Regions from separate parts of the Sus scrofa genome. Here region 1 is linked to region 2. A link is a contact called in public HiChIP or PLAC-seq data. All regions are on one chromosome and are shown on one strand. Each heading gives the region's core, a stretch centred on a gene start, on an enhancer-like site or on the middle of the called end of the contact. The rest is flanking DNA. Distances are from core to core; before and after follow the strand shown.

What was found. HiChIP or PLAC-seq counts read pairs in DNA pulled down with a chosen protein or histone mark.
Region 1: an H3K27ac HiChIP or PLAC-seq map of alveolar macrophages shows a contact between it and region 2. The contact joins the promoter of GTF2H2 here to the promoter of LOC110257255 in region 2. A contact is called at or near these places in 2 of 5 promoter capture datasets (fetal liver and liver), 12 of 47 Hi-C or Micro-C datasets (alveolar macrophages, embryonic fibroblasts, epiblast stem cells and 7 more) and 2 of 2 datasets of contacts at active chromatin or transcription factors (alveolar macrophages and skeletal muscle).

The regions. Positions count from the first base shown.
Region 1 is chr16:47,654,606-47,660,670 of Sscrofa11.1, reverse strand. It overlaps GTF2H2 (general transcription factor IIH subunit 2), which reads right to left and starts at 2,538. Exons shown (of 16, transcript NM_001244311.1): 1 at 2,488-2,538.
Region 2 is chr16:47,283,478-47,289,445 of Sscrofa11.1, reverse strand. LOC110257255 reads left to right here and starts at 3,983. Exons shown (of 3, transcript XM_021076818.1): 1 at 3,983-3,988; 2 at 4,089-5,046. The coding sequence starts at 3,983. The coding sequence ends at 5,006. SLC30A5 (solute carrier family 30 member 5) reads right to left here and starts at 4,472. Exons shown (of 16, transcript NM_001137624.1): 1 at 4,386-4,472. The coding sequence starts at 4,468.

The sequences.
Region 1 (6,065 bases), core at 1,289-3,788, 370 kb before region 2:
ATGTAACAAGATTAGCCACAATGGCTGATTATTATAGCTGAAAGATGGATACAGTTTCACCTTTGTACTACCCTTCCACCTTGTGTTTATATGAATTTTCTCATAATCAAGTTTTTAAATGAAACTTAGTATTATTCATAAATGATAAAAGCTTATGGGTTATAATTCAAAAGAAGAACACAATATTAAGCCTCCACTAGAGTTCCCTGGTGGTTTACTGGTTAGGATTCAGAGCTTTCACTGCTGCAGCCTAGGTTCAGACCCTGGTCTGGGAACTAATGTTGCCTGCAACCTACATCAAGCTGCCGCATGCTGCAGCCCAAACAAATAAACAAACAAAAAACAAAAAGCCCAATAATAAACTTACACTATAAACCAAACTATTAAAAGGAAATATCTAGTAATTTAATAAATAGGACAAATGGTTTTGATTGGATGATAGATAAGATTAAGGATGACTAGCTTTTTCTTTATTCTTTTCCGTATTTTCATATTTTCAATATGAACATGTATTTCTTTAATAATGAGGGATAGGCGTTCCCCTCGCAGCTCAGCAGTTAACAAATCTGACAGGTTTGATCCCTGGCCTCACTCAGTGGGTTAATGATCTGGCACTGCTGTGAGCTGTGGTGTAGGTGGCGGACGCCGCTCAGATCCTGCGTTGCTATGGCTGTAGTGTAGGCCAGCAGCTATAGCTCCGATTTGACCCCTAACCTGAGAACCTCCATATGCCGCAGGTGCGGCCCTAAAAAGCAAAAAAAAAAGGATAAAATTGGTGTTGGGAGGAACCTATTAAGCATAACCAAGTAATAAACATCCTGTCACATCCACACCTCCTCCCTCACCAAACCACACTGTCACTCCCAACTTTCTTTTTCCATAAATGAAGGATCAAAGGAATCCTAAGTGCCAAAACATTAAAGACAAAACAAATCCCATCACTGTCAAGGAAAAGGTTAATTTTGGTGATGAGGACCAAACCAAGACTTCAACTTCCATTTATTTCATTGTTTCTATAGAAAAATATACTGAAGGAGTTCCCTTGTGACATAGCAGGTTAAGGATCCAGCATTGTCACCACAGTGGCTTAGGTTGCTGCTGTGGTGCAGGTTTGATCCCTGGCCTGTGAACTTCCACGTGCTGCAGGCATGGCCGAAATTTTTTTTTAATTAAAAAAATGAAAAATGTACTTAAAAATCTAAATAAATCACTTATAAATGGACTTCTGGAATTAAAATCTATTGACAAGTTGGAGACTGCTGTAATGGCATCGCTACCTTCTCTGGCACCTGCTATCATCAGATATTATTTGTTAACATTCTGTGTGTCTCTGAATTTAAAAGTCATTCACTGGTATTGAAAGAGACTTATTTGTTTCAGGAAATCAACTGATCCACTGTAGTATTCTGAAATAACAACATGTGACTTAATGCTGACATCTGCGCTGTTTCAATCACTATGGTGGTGCCTTGTAGGTTTAATGATGGGTGTCATAACATAGCATACAATGACTAAGTTGAACTTTTTGGTCTTCCATGGAGGTGTTTGTGTATTTCTTGTAAATGTCAAAAAAATCCAAAGCTTGCATTCTTAAAGACTTGGCTACTGATATCCATCACATCAATATTTAAATTCTATTTTTAGTTTATTACCTTTAATTCTCTGAAAGTTCAGAAATAAAGTGAGAACTAATGAGCAAAAAACTGCAAGCGGCAGCACGTCTAGCTCACTGCATAAAAGGACTTCTTAATTAGAGTTGCCTGCAATGGGAAATTACAGGGCAAGGACAGAGGTATTAAGATCCCTATAACTTCAGATGTTCAAAGGGAAACTGGACATTTACAACGCACGCTATTAATAGAGAAGGGATTTATACAGCCTGGAGAAAGATGTACTTGGTGACCTCTTAAGTCAGTATCTCCAACTGCCGATGCCTGCTCAATATTCCATCTTCTTACAAATACTGCTGACCCGTTTCCTGGAAATCCAACCCCACAAAAGCCACTTCCCCCAGGAGAAGCCTGGCGGTGGGTTTCCTTCACAGGTACTCAGAATGCTAAATGCAAACAAAAGAGATCTGCACCAAATGTTGTAATTTGTGACGCTTTCCCTAACACCTGACCCTGCCAAGCGCTGGGCGACTGGCAAGAGTGATAATTGTCCTACTTTTCAGGTGCGTAATTCGAGGCTCAAAGATTGGCAACTCTCTAGAAGACACATAGCCGGAGGTTAGTCACGAATCAGAACCCAGGACCACAATTCCCTAAACTTGAGCTCTGCCTTGGAGAAGGAGGCCAGACTGCTCCCTATAAACGGAAGTTGCCCTCCTCCTCTCCACACGCTCCCACCCACTCTCAGGTGTAGCCCGCGAGGCCAATCGCGGCCATTCAGCCTCCGTCCGCGGGCGGGAAGGCCCCTCCCGTCGGGGTGCATCCCAAGCAGTGCATTACTGCTTTGGCTCAGCGAAAACCTCCACCGCGGACTCACCGCTCCTGCCAGACACCGCTCTGCCGGAAGCCCCTCTCAGTCCTGGGAGCGCCGGAGAAGTCCTTCCGCCGTGCGCGGCAGCTACGCAGAAACGTTCCGGCTGCTGCGAGGAATGGTTGCCGAAGCAGGGCGCTCCGAGGCCTTGGCAACCTTGAGGATGATTTAGGGTTCGGGGAGGGAACGCCTGCTCGCTTCCAGCTGTTAACAAAGAGGCGAGAAGATAGAGGGCATGCACTCTTGGAAAGTCAGAGGCCCGGTATCGGTCCACCTGGGACCCGAGGATTTAACGTTATTATTTCTAAAAAGTTGGCATGAAGGACTATGACCACAGCAGCAGCCTCTGCTGAGCCAGCCAGGTTTTCCGGGACTGGCAAAATTTTTCCGGACTCCTCTGCTGCTCCTGCTCTTCATGCCACAAATATTTATTGAGCACTTACTTTGGGCTGATACAGTTCTAAGCATTGAGGATAAAGCAATGAAAACCTGACAAAAGTCCTTGCCCTCATGACAGTTACAAAGAAAAACATACTGGGTCAAATGATGATCATGCCATAGAAAAAAAATTAAGCATGGAAGGGGAAAAAGTTGCAGTTTATTTTTTTGTTGTTGTTTTTTGCTTTTTAGGGTCACACCCATGGCATATGAAGGTCCCCAGGCTAAGGGTCCAATCAGCACTATAGCTGCTGGCCTACGCCACAGCAACTACCAGCGGAGACTGCGACCTACACCACAGCTCATGACAAAACTGGTTCCTTAACGCACTGAGCGAGGCCAGAGATAGAACCTGCAACCTTGTGGTTGCTAGTCGGACTCATTTCCACTTCACCACAACAGGAACTCCAAAAGTTGCAGTTTAAAGTAGCATGGTCATGGAGTTCCCGTCGTGGCTCAGCTCAGTGGTTAGCGAATCCGACTGGGAACCATGAGGTTGCGTGTTTGATCTGTGGCCTCGCTCAGTGGCTCAAGGATCCGGCATTGCCGCGAGCTGTGGTGCAGGTCACAGACGCGGCTCGGATCACAAGTTGCTGTGGCTGTGTTGGCGGCTAATCCTCCGATCAGACCCCTAGCCTGACCTCCATATGCCCTGGGTGTGGCCCTAGGAAGACAAAATAATTAAATTTAGAAAAGAAATAAATAAAGTAGCGTGGTCAGAGTTCCCCGTGGCTCACCGGGTTAAGGTTAGGGTCACTGTTGTGGTTCGAGTTCCATTCCTGGCCCAAGGACTTCTGCATGCCGCAGTGTGGGGAGCGGGTGGGGGCTGGCGGCTGGCCTGAGGCTGGGTCAGAGTAGTCCTGCGGAAAAGACAGAGGAACCATGACCAGAATGTGGGAGGGGAGGGAGTTAACCAGGCTGATACCTAGGGGAAAATCCCTCCAGGGAAAGGGAGCTACAAGTGCAAAGGCCATGGGGTGGAAGCACATTGGTGTGTTTGAGGGGTGGCATGCAGAAGGAGGGGAGGAGTGGTGGCGGCTGAAAAAACTTTAGAGAACTTCTCAAGCTAGTGAGAAACTTTGGATTCTGGATCTTGTCATTAGAGGGGATGTGTGTTATGAAAAAAGAACCAATGACTCTAGTTTTGAGCTGAGCAAATGAAAGGTTGGAGTTGCAATTACTGAGAGGTTGGGGGCAGGGTTGGTAAGATCAGTTCAATTTTGGACAAGTTGTTTGATGATACATACAGAATTAGTAGCATTTCCCACACTTGAGAAATGGAGGGGCAAGGCACCTGGGAAGCATCAGAAAAGGATTATGCCCAGGAAAAGCAGAGGACCAAGGAACTGCGGGAGCTGGAGCCTCTCTCTTCTCCATTAGTATTTGCTTTCATTTTGTGGCCTATATTGTTTGTTGGTTCCAAAATCTTTCCAGGTATTCTTCCCCCCCTCCAAAAAAACATAAACAAGAGTTCCCATCATGGTGTATCCGAAACCAACCATACTAGGAACCATGAGGTTGAGGGTTTGATCCCTGGCCTCGCTCAGTGGGTTAAGGATCCCGCATTGCCTAAGCTGTGGTGTAGGTCGAAGATTCGGCTCGGCTCGGATCTGATGTTGCTGTGGCTGTGGTATAGGCCAGCAGCTGTAGCTCCGAATGTACCCCTAGCCTGGGAACCTCCATATGCCACAGGTGCTGCTCTAAAAAGCAAAAACAAACAAAAAACCCAACAAAATGAAACATAAGTCGTTCTGCATAGTAGTGGAAAGAAGAGACCTGAATTTAAAAAACAACCCTGCAGAGTTCCCACTTTGGTGCAACAGATAGGCACCCTCTGGAGTGCTGGGACACAGGTTCATTCCCCAATTGGCATAGTAGGTTAAGACCCATGCCAGCTTCAGAGTGGGGAAAAAAAAAAAAATCTGGCTCTATCACAATAGCTAGGGGACCTCAAGCAAGTCACAACCCAATAATCTTTTTGGCCACAGTGTTGGCATATGGAAGTACCTAGTCCAGGGATGGAACCTGCATCGCCACAGTGATCCAAACACCTGCTGTGACAACGCAGGATTTTTAACCCACTGCATCACAGGAGAACACCACAACACAATTCTGATCTATAAAGCGGGGATATTTCCACCTATCCTACAGGGCTTCACATCACAATGACAACTCACAATGATAACCAGTTCCTTTTATGCGCCCCCTCCCCCACCCCAGAAGACAAGGTCTTATTATTGAGCTCTGGCCGTGTCTGTACAGGAGAAGAGGTGAAATTAATATTGCTGATTTCCAAGGCCAGTTGACTTCCATCTTTGCTTCCCCCGTATCTTTGACTCCTTCTCAGGATTCATATACAAACTCCACCATTTTTTCCTTTTTTTTTTTTTTTTCCTTTTTACCCTCTTTCCTCCCTCTCCCCTTCCTTCCACAAACTCCAGTTTGCTTTTCTCTCCTTTTCTTCTGATTGGCCATACTATTCCAAGATGGGATGCAATAGCCCCAACCCAAGTTTCTCATTTATGTCTACAACCATCTGGGAAGACTTTATGGAAAACCTGGAAAAGACAGAGGACTCTGTAATAAATTGAAATTAAAGCATATTTGTGGACAGGAGGCTCAATCATTCAGGTTTTTTCCAACTGAAAAATTTACTCTCCTCTGACTATATTTCAGTCACAGATCTTGACTCAAGTAGGAATGTCATTTGTCCAAGGTTACAAAGCAAAACAAAAATGCATAAATCCATGGTAATCTCTTGTCATTATTATGACTGACACAGTATTTTAATTGTGTACAGTGGTAGAATAAAGAAATAATATAACCTAGCCAAACGTTTCAACTTGTAAATCTACGGAACAACTATAAAGAATGGAACAATTTGTTCTCTGCCCATGGGTAGCTGGACACAATCCATGGGAGTTAGGAAATTCACGAACAGCTCAGCCAGTGGAATCAGGCTGAAATTCAAAGTGTGCAACTTCAAAGACTGGGAGAGGTGAAATTGCCTATTCTGAAATCTTTAGATGGAACCACAATCATCCAGGAAACTCATTAAAAAGTTCCAGAATTCCTTATAACAGTATCAAATAATATTTATCTGGATATGTAAATTCTCTACTTTTAAAGCATTTATTCACTATTTG
Region 2 (5,968 bases), core at 2,734-5,233:
GATGAGTCTGCAACCTACACCACAGATCATGGCAACGCCGGATCCTTAACCCACTGAGCAAGGGCAGCGATTGAAGCCGAAATCTGTTTCCTAGTCGGATTCGTTAACCACTGCGTCATGACGGGAACTCCAATATATTCTTTGTTTTTAACATTGTTTTCCATCATGGTCTATCCCAGGAGACTGGATATAGTTCCTTGTGTAATCGTTTGTATCTACTAACCCCAAACTCCTAGTCCATTCCACTCCCTCCCTCCCCCTTGGCAATCACAAGTCTGTTATCTACATCTGTGACAAAGGTATATTAAAAAAACAAAAAAGTCTTGTTATAAAATTGTTCCTGGACTAAATCTGAGCAGTATCTGCAACCCGCGATGCAGCTGCAGTAACACCAGATCCCCTTTAACTCACTGTGCTCGGCCAGGGATTGAATCTGTGCCTCTGCAGTGTCCTGAGCCACTGCAGTAAGATTCTTTTTTTTTTTTTTTTTTTTGTCTTTTTTTGCTATTTCTTGGGCCACTCCTGCAGCATCTGGAGGTTCCCAGATTAGGGGTCAAATTGGAGCTGTAGCCGCCGGCCTACGCCAGAGCCACAGCAATGCGGGATCCGAGCCACGTCTGCAACCTACACCACAGCTCACGGCAACGCCGGATCGTTAACCCACTGAGCAAGGGCGGGGATCAAATCCGCAACCTTATGGTTCCTAGTCGGATTTGTTAACCACTGCGCCACGACGGGAACTCCTGCAGTAAGATTCTTAACCTGCTGTACTACAGTGGAAACTCTCTAAAAGTTTTAAGTAAAACTATTCCCATTTTCTTATAAGTGACCAACTCGGGACATCATTTCAAACCCTTTTCTTTGCAGCTCCATGTATGGACATATATGTATTTTGGATACATTCATGTATTTACCATTATATACATATTCTGATATTGCTCTATGACTTTTTTATTTTATTTTTTGTCTTCATAGAGCTGCACTCGCGGCATATAGAAGTTCCCAGGCTAGGGGCTTAATCAGAGCTACAACTGCCAGCCTATGCCACTGCCACAGCAATGCCAGATCCGAGCCAGGTCTGCGACCTATACCACACCTCATGGCAATGCTGGATCCTTAACCCACTGAGCACGGCCAGGGATCAAACCCGTGTCCTCATGGATACTAGCTGGATTTGTTAATCGCTGAGCCATGATGGGAACTCCTGTAACTTTTTATGTAATATATATTAAGCATATTTTGTTACCATTATTAATTAGGAAAGTTATTTTAACATTTATCTGTAAGTTGAGCACTTTTTTTTTTTTTTTTTTTGGTATTTTCTAGGGCCACACCCACAGCATATGGAGGTTCCCAGGCTAGGGGTTGAACTGGAGCTGTACCACACCACAGCCACAGTAACTCAGGATCCAAGCCGAATCTGCGACCTACACCACAGCTCATGGCAACGCCGGATCTTTACCCCATGGATCGAGGCCAGGGATCGAACCTGCAATCTCATGGTTCCTAGTTGGATTCCTTAACCACTGAGCCACGATGGGAACTCCTCAATACTTTGATTTTTAAAGTCTTGATTAATGAAATCTTCCTGTTGGGCTAAAAACAAAACACTAGCTAAGGTCAAGTAACCATAGACTAATAAGTACATATTCCTAGTTCATGTTGCACAGGGCAGCATACTAAGGGGCAAAGCTGAGAGGGTGGTGAGGAAGGGAGGCTCTTAAATGGGGGCAGTGGCCCCTGAGCCACTCACTCACTGACACTTGTGCAACTTATCAGGATCCAATCCACCTCCCCAACTTATAAATCATAATTTGCCACTAACCAGTCCCATCAAAGCTATCACTGGTCTTCTCTGTGAAGGTTAGAACATTCTTTGGTTTTTTAAACCTGGAATTACTGAAATCTGGGTTTGGGCTCAAACCTGCTTCTTGGGCTTTGCCCACTGTAGCAGCTCACAGTTCTCCAGGAAAAAGCAAAATCTGTGTATAATTCAAGTTTGATTCATTCAATCACTATTTAAGTATCTACTGTGCAGACTGTGCTATATGTGGGGTTTGGGGTAACTGACTCTCAGTTCAGTTAATAGGTGTCTCAGTTTGTGAGATAAGGACAACTAATGAGTCTGCAGCACTGTTGTAAGGATGAAGTGAGATGCTGTACTCAAAGTATCTAGAACCCAGGAAGGGCTTAACGAATGCTGGCTGTCACCCTCTGCCCCTGCCTGTAAAGAGGACTTATTAAAGCCAACATAGAAACATTTAAAACAATTCATATTTGTGACTTCAGTCAAAAAAAAAAAAAATCCACAATTAAAGGGTCTGACAATTAGTTTTTGGTGTAGATTATAAGGAGTTTTTGGATTTTTGTCTACGTATAGGAAAACTCTTGCAACCTGAAATCTATTAAAAATTCAACCAGTCCTGAGCTGAATTTGATTCTGCAATGAACTACAATAGGAGGGCACCTCTGCCAAGCAGAGGAAATAGTGGAAATAGTGGAAATAAGGTGGCAAAGGAATATTTGCCACACCTATCTAAGCTGTTGAGTAAATAATCTTGAACTATTTATTTATTTACTTAAAAATAGGAGTTCTTGCTGTGACACAGTGGGTTAAGAATCCAACGGCAGCAGCTTGGGTTGCTGGGAGGAGCAGGTTCGATCCCCAGCCTGGCAGAGTGGGTTAAAGGATCAAATACTGCAATTGTGGCTCAGATTCAATCCCTGGCCCAGGAACTTTCATATGCCACAGGCGTGGCAATAAAAGAAAAAAAATTCAAGTTTACAGAAAAGGTGCAAGAGTAGCACACCCTTTACTTAGATTCTCTAATTGTTAACATGTTCTCTTCTTTGCCTTATTATCTCTCTTTAATACAGTTTTTTTTCCCCTGAACTTTTTTTTGCTTTTTAAGGCCTCACTGGGCACATGGAAGTTCCCAGGCTAGGGGTCTAATCAGAGCTATAGCCACCGGCCTATACCACAGCCATGGCAACATGGGATCCGAGCCGTGCCTGTGATCTATACCACAGCTCACAGCAATGCCGGATCCTTAACCCACTGAGCGAGGCCAGGAATCAAACCTGCATCCTCATGGATCCTAGTCAGATTCGTTAACCACTAAGCCATGACAGGAACTCCCTCCCCTGAACTTTTCAAAGAGTAAGTTACATACATCCTGCTACTTTATCCCTAAATACTTGTGTTTCCTAAGATCATGAGCATACTCATAAAATCAGTGCAGTTATCAACTACAGGAAATTTAACATGGATATATTTTTATCTAATCTATTGTCCAGAGTCCAATTTTGTCAAGTGACCTAGTACTGTCTTTCACAGCATTTTCCCCTCTAGAAATCCACATCAGAATTGCCTACTGCATTTAGCTGTCGCATCTCAGGAAATAATACCTGATATCCTGTTATTTACAAAAACAAGTTGCTCAAAATAGATTAGAATTGAACTTGTACTACAGAAAATGCAGCTAATTTAAATTTTGCTCCAGCATTTGCTGTGTTCTTCCCTTTTCATAAAAAAAAGTTGCGTTAGTGATTCTATTTCTACAGTTCCAAGAATTTACCAAAACCATCTTTAAATCTCAAAGGAGTTTTCAAGAACAAGAAAAACTTAACCTCATTAACTATAAAGGCAATGAAAATTGTTGGGCCATGTTTTACGCATCTTTCACTCTACCTCAGAAATTAGGACAGGTCAAGAAGGACACACTGGAAAGTGGTCAGTATACTTACCTCTTGGGGATTAACGGGAGCATTGCTGGGAAGGGGATAAAGGGGGGATTTTTCCTTTTTACTCTATGAATTTCTGTGCTGCTTGAATTTTTGGACAACGAGCACACATTTCTTAATAACAAAACAAAATAAACGAAGAAAGGAAAACTAGATGACCGGCTGGATTCTTGGTGTGCGGGGTTAACCTGAACATCAAAGTTCATCTGTTTGTACTTTGGTTTCTTCGCCTCAAGAGATGACGGTGACCCTTCCTCTAACTTACGCAGGCAGACGTCAGAAAGGTTAAGTATCACCAACCCATTATTTCGGGGAGAAACAGCCAACAGAAATGCTTCTCATAGGTCAGAAAAACCTCTCACGTCAACTGGCTGGCAGTTCTAAGGTTAACGGTCTGCCTGGAAACCCAGATCTCAAGCAGAACCTCCTTGGATCTTAGAGCATTCATTCTGCAGAGAGGGACGGCGGAGCCAAAGAAAGCTAGAGGCGGCCTGGGAGCCGAAGCAGGGAGGACGGAGGGCTCCGGGGCGCGTGCAGAACCGAGGAGGAGTCCCGGGCTGTCAACGGGACGGGAGGGAGAGGGAGCTCGCCTGCGCGGGGAGACCGCAGATCGGGAGGCGGGTGCCAGATCAGTCCCTTACCGAGCGCTGGGCACGTCCACCGGCCCGAGGCCGCCGCCGCCGCCTGGGCCGGCTAACACTTCCCCGCCGTATTTCTCCTCCATCGCGGGGATCAGGAGCCGCCGCCGCTGCCCCTGCCGCGGGGTCTCCTCATGTCTCGCCGCTGCCGCGGAACAGCGGTCGCAAGCGCGTCACTTCCCCATGGCAGCGGCCCTGTCGGGTCCCCGCAGGCCGGGCCGCCGCCGCTGTCCCCGGCTCGCAAGCACACACGCGTCGGGACTAGGCCACGGACAGTTCCGGCGGCGCGGGGCTCCCCGGAGGCTCACCGGAGTGGACGCTGCCAGGCCACGTCACCGACCCAGCAGCCCTCACTCTCGGGGGAGTGCCAGGTTCTGCGCCTGCGCAGGACACACCACTCGCCAGCCCTCCCTCTTCCTTAGGCTCCTCCCACCGCGGGGCTACAGATCGAATCTTCACCCCCTCTCAGCCTCTCTCATTGACGCGGCCTCAGCGCATACCTGTCCTGCAGCGCCACCAACGGGTCGTCAGGAATATAGCGGATTCTTCTGCCGCGGAGGGCAGGGGCGGAGGAAATACACAGCGTGTGACGAAATAGAGTTTCTTTTAAATTCTGGCTCCTAAACTGTGCTGCTTAATCCTGCAGGCCAGTAAACCTAGGCAGGTAGGACCAGCCCTTATTAGGGTTATTTTTATGTTACTAAAAAGTTAAGAAAATGGTCTCCAGTGTCTGTCTTGATTTGATTCACAAATCTGCCACTTACTAATTGTGTCACTTGTCCTTTCTGACTCGTTTTCTGATCTGGAAAGTAAGAGTAGTAATATCTGTATCCTCGGGTTCTTGGGAGGATTGTGTGTGTTCAAATGTGAAAAGTGGAGTTCCTGTCAGTAGCTCAGCGAAAAGGAATCTGACTAGCATTCGTGAGGACACAGGTTCGCTCCCTGGCCTCACTCAGTGGGTTAAGGATCCAGTATTTCAGTGAGCTGTGGTGTGGGTTGCAGACACGGCTGGAATTCAGCTTTGCTGTGGCTGTAGTGCAGGCTAGTGGCTACAGCTCCGATTTCACCCCTTTGGGAAACTTCATATGCCATGGGTGCGGTCCTAAAAAGACACACACACACACACACAAAAGAGAAGTGAAGTGTGAATAACAGTGAATGGTATATACTAATCAATACATGTTAATTATTCATAGGGAAATTTGAGGACTGGGATTCGGAGATGAAAATGGGGTTTTGAACAGTGTAAATTATGATTAGCTTATGCTACACTTAATTTGAATATACAGAAAGTGTTAATAACATATAAGAGAACGAGAAGTCCTAGTCTCTGCCTGCTGGGACTTTGTAATCTATTGTGAAAAATATTTAGCAATTTGAGAGCAAGACCTTAGCAACATTACACATTAAATTCTCAAATGCTAAGGTTTTCCAAATAACCAGATAGGGATTTAGCCGGAAAAGACTCACTGATAGGACCTGACCTCGAACTTGGATAAGGTTTTGGATATGGGAGAAAAACATTGTGGGAAGATGTGTCGTATGTGTAGAATGCAGAGGAAGGCATGAAATTTAAAAGCTAAAGA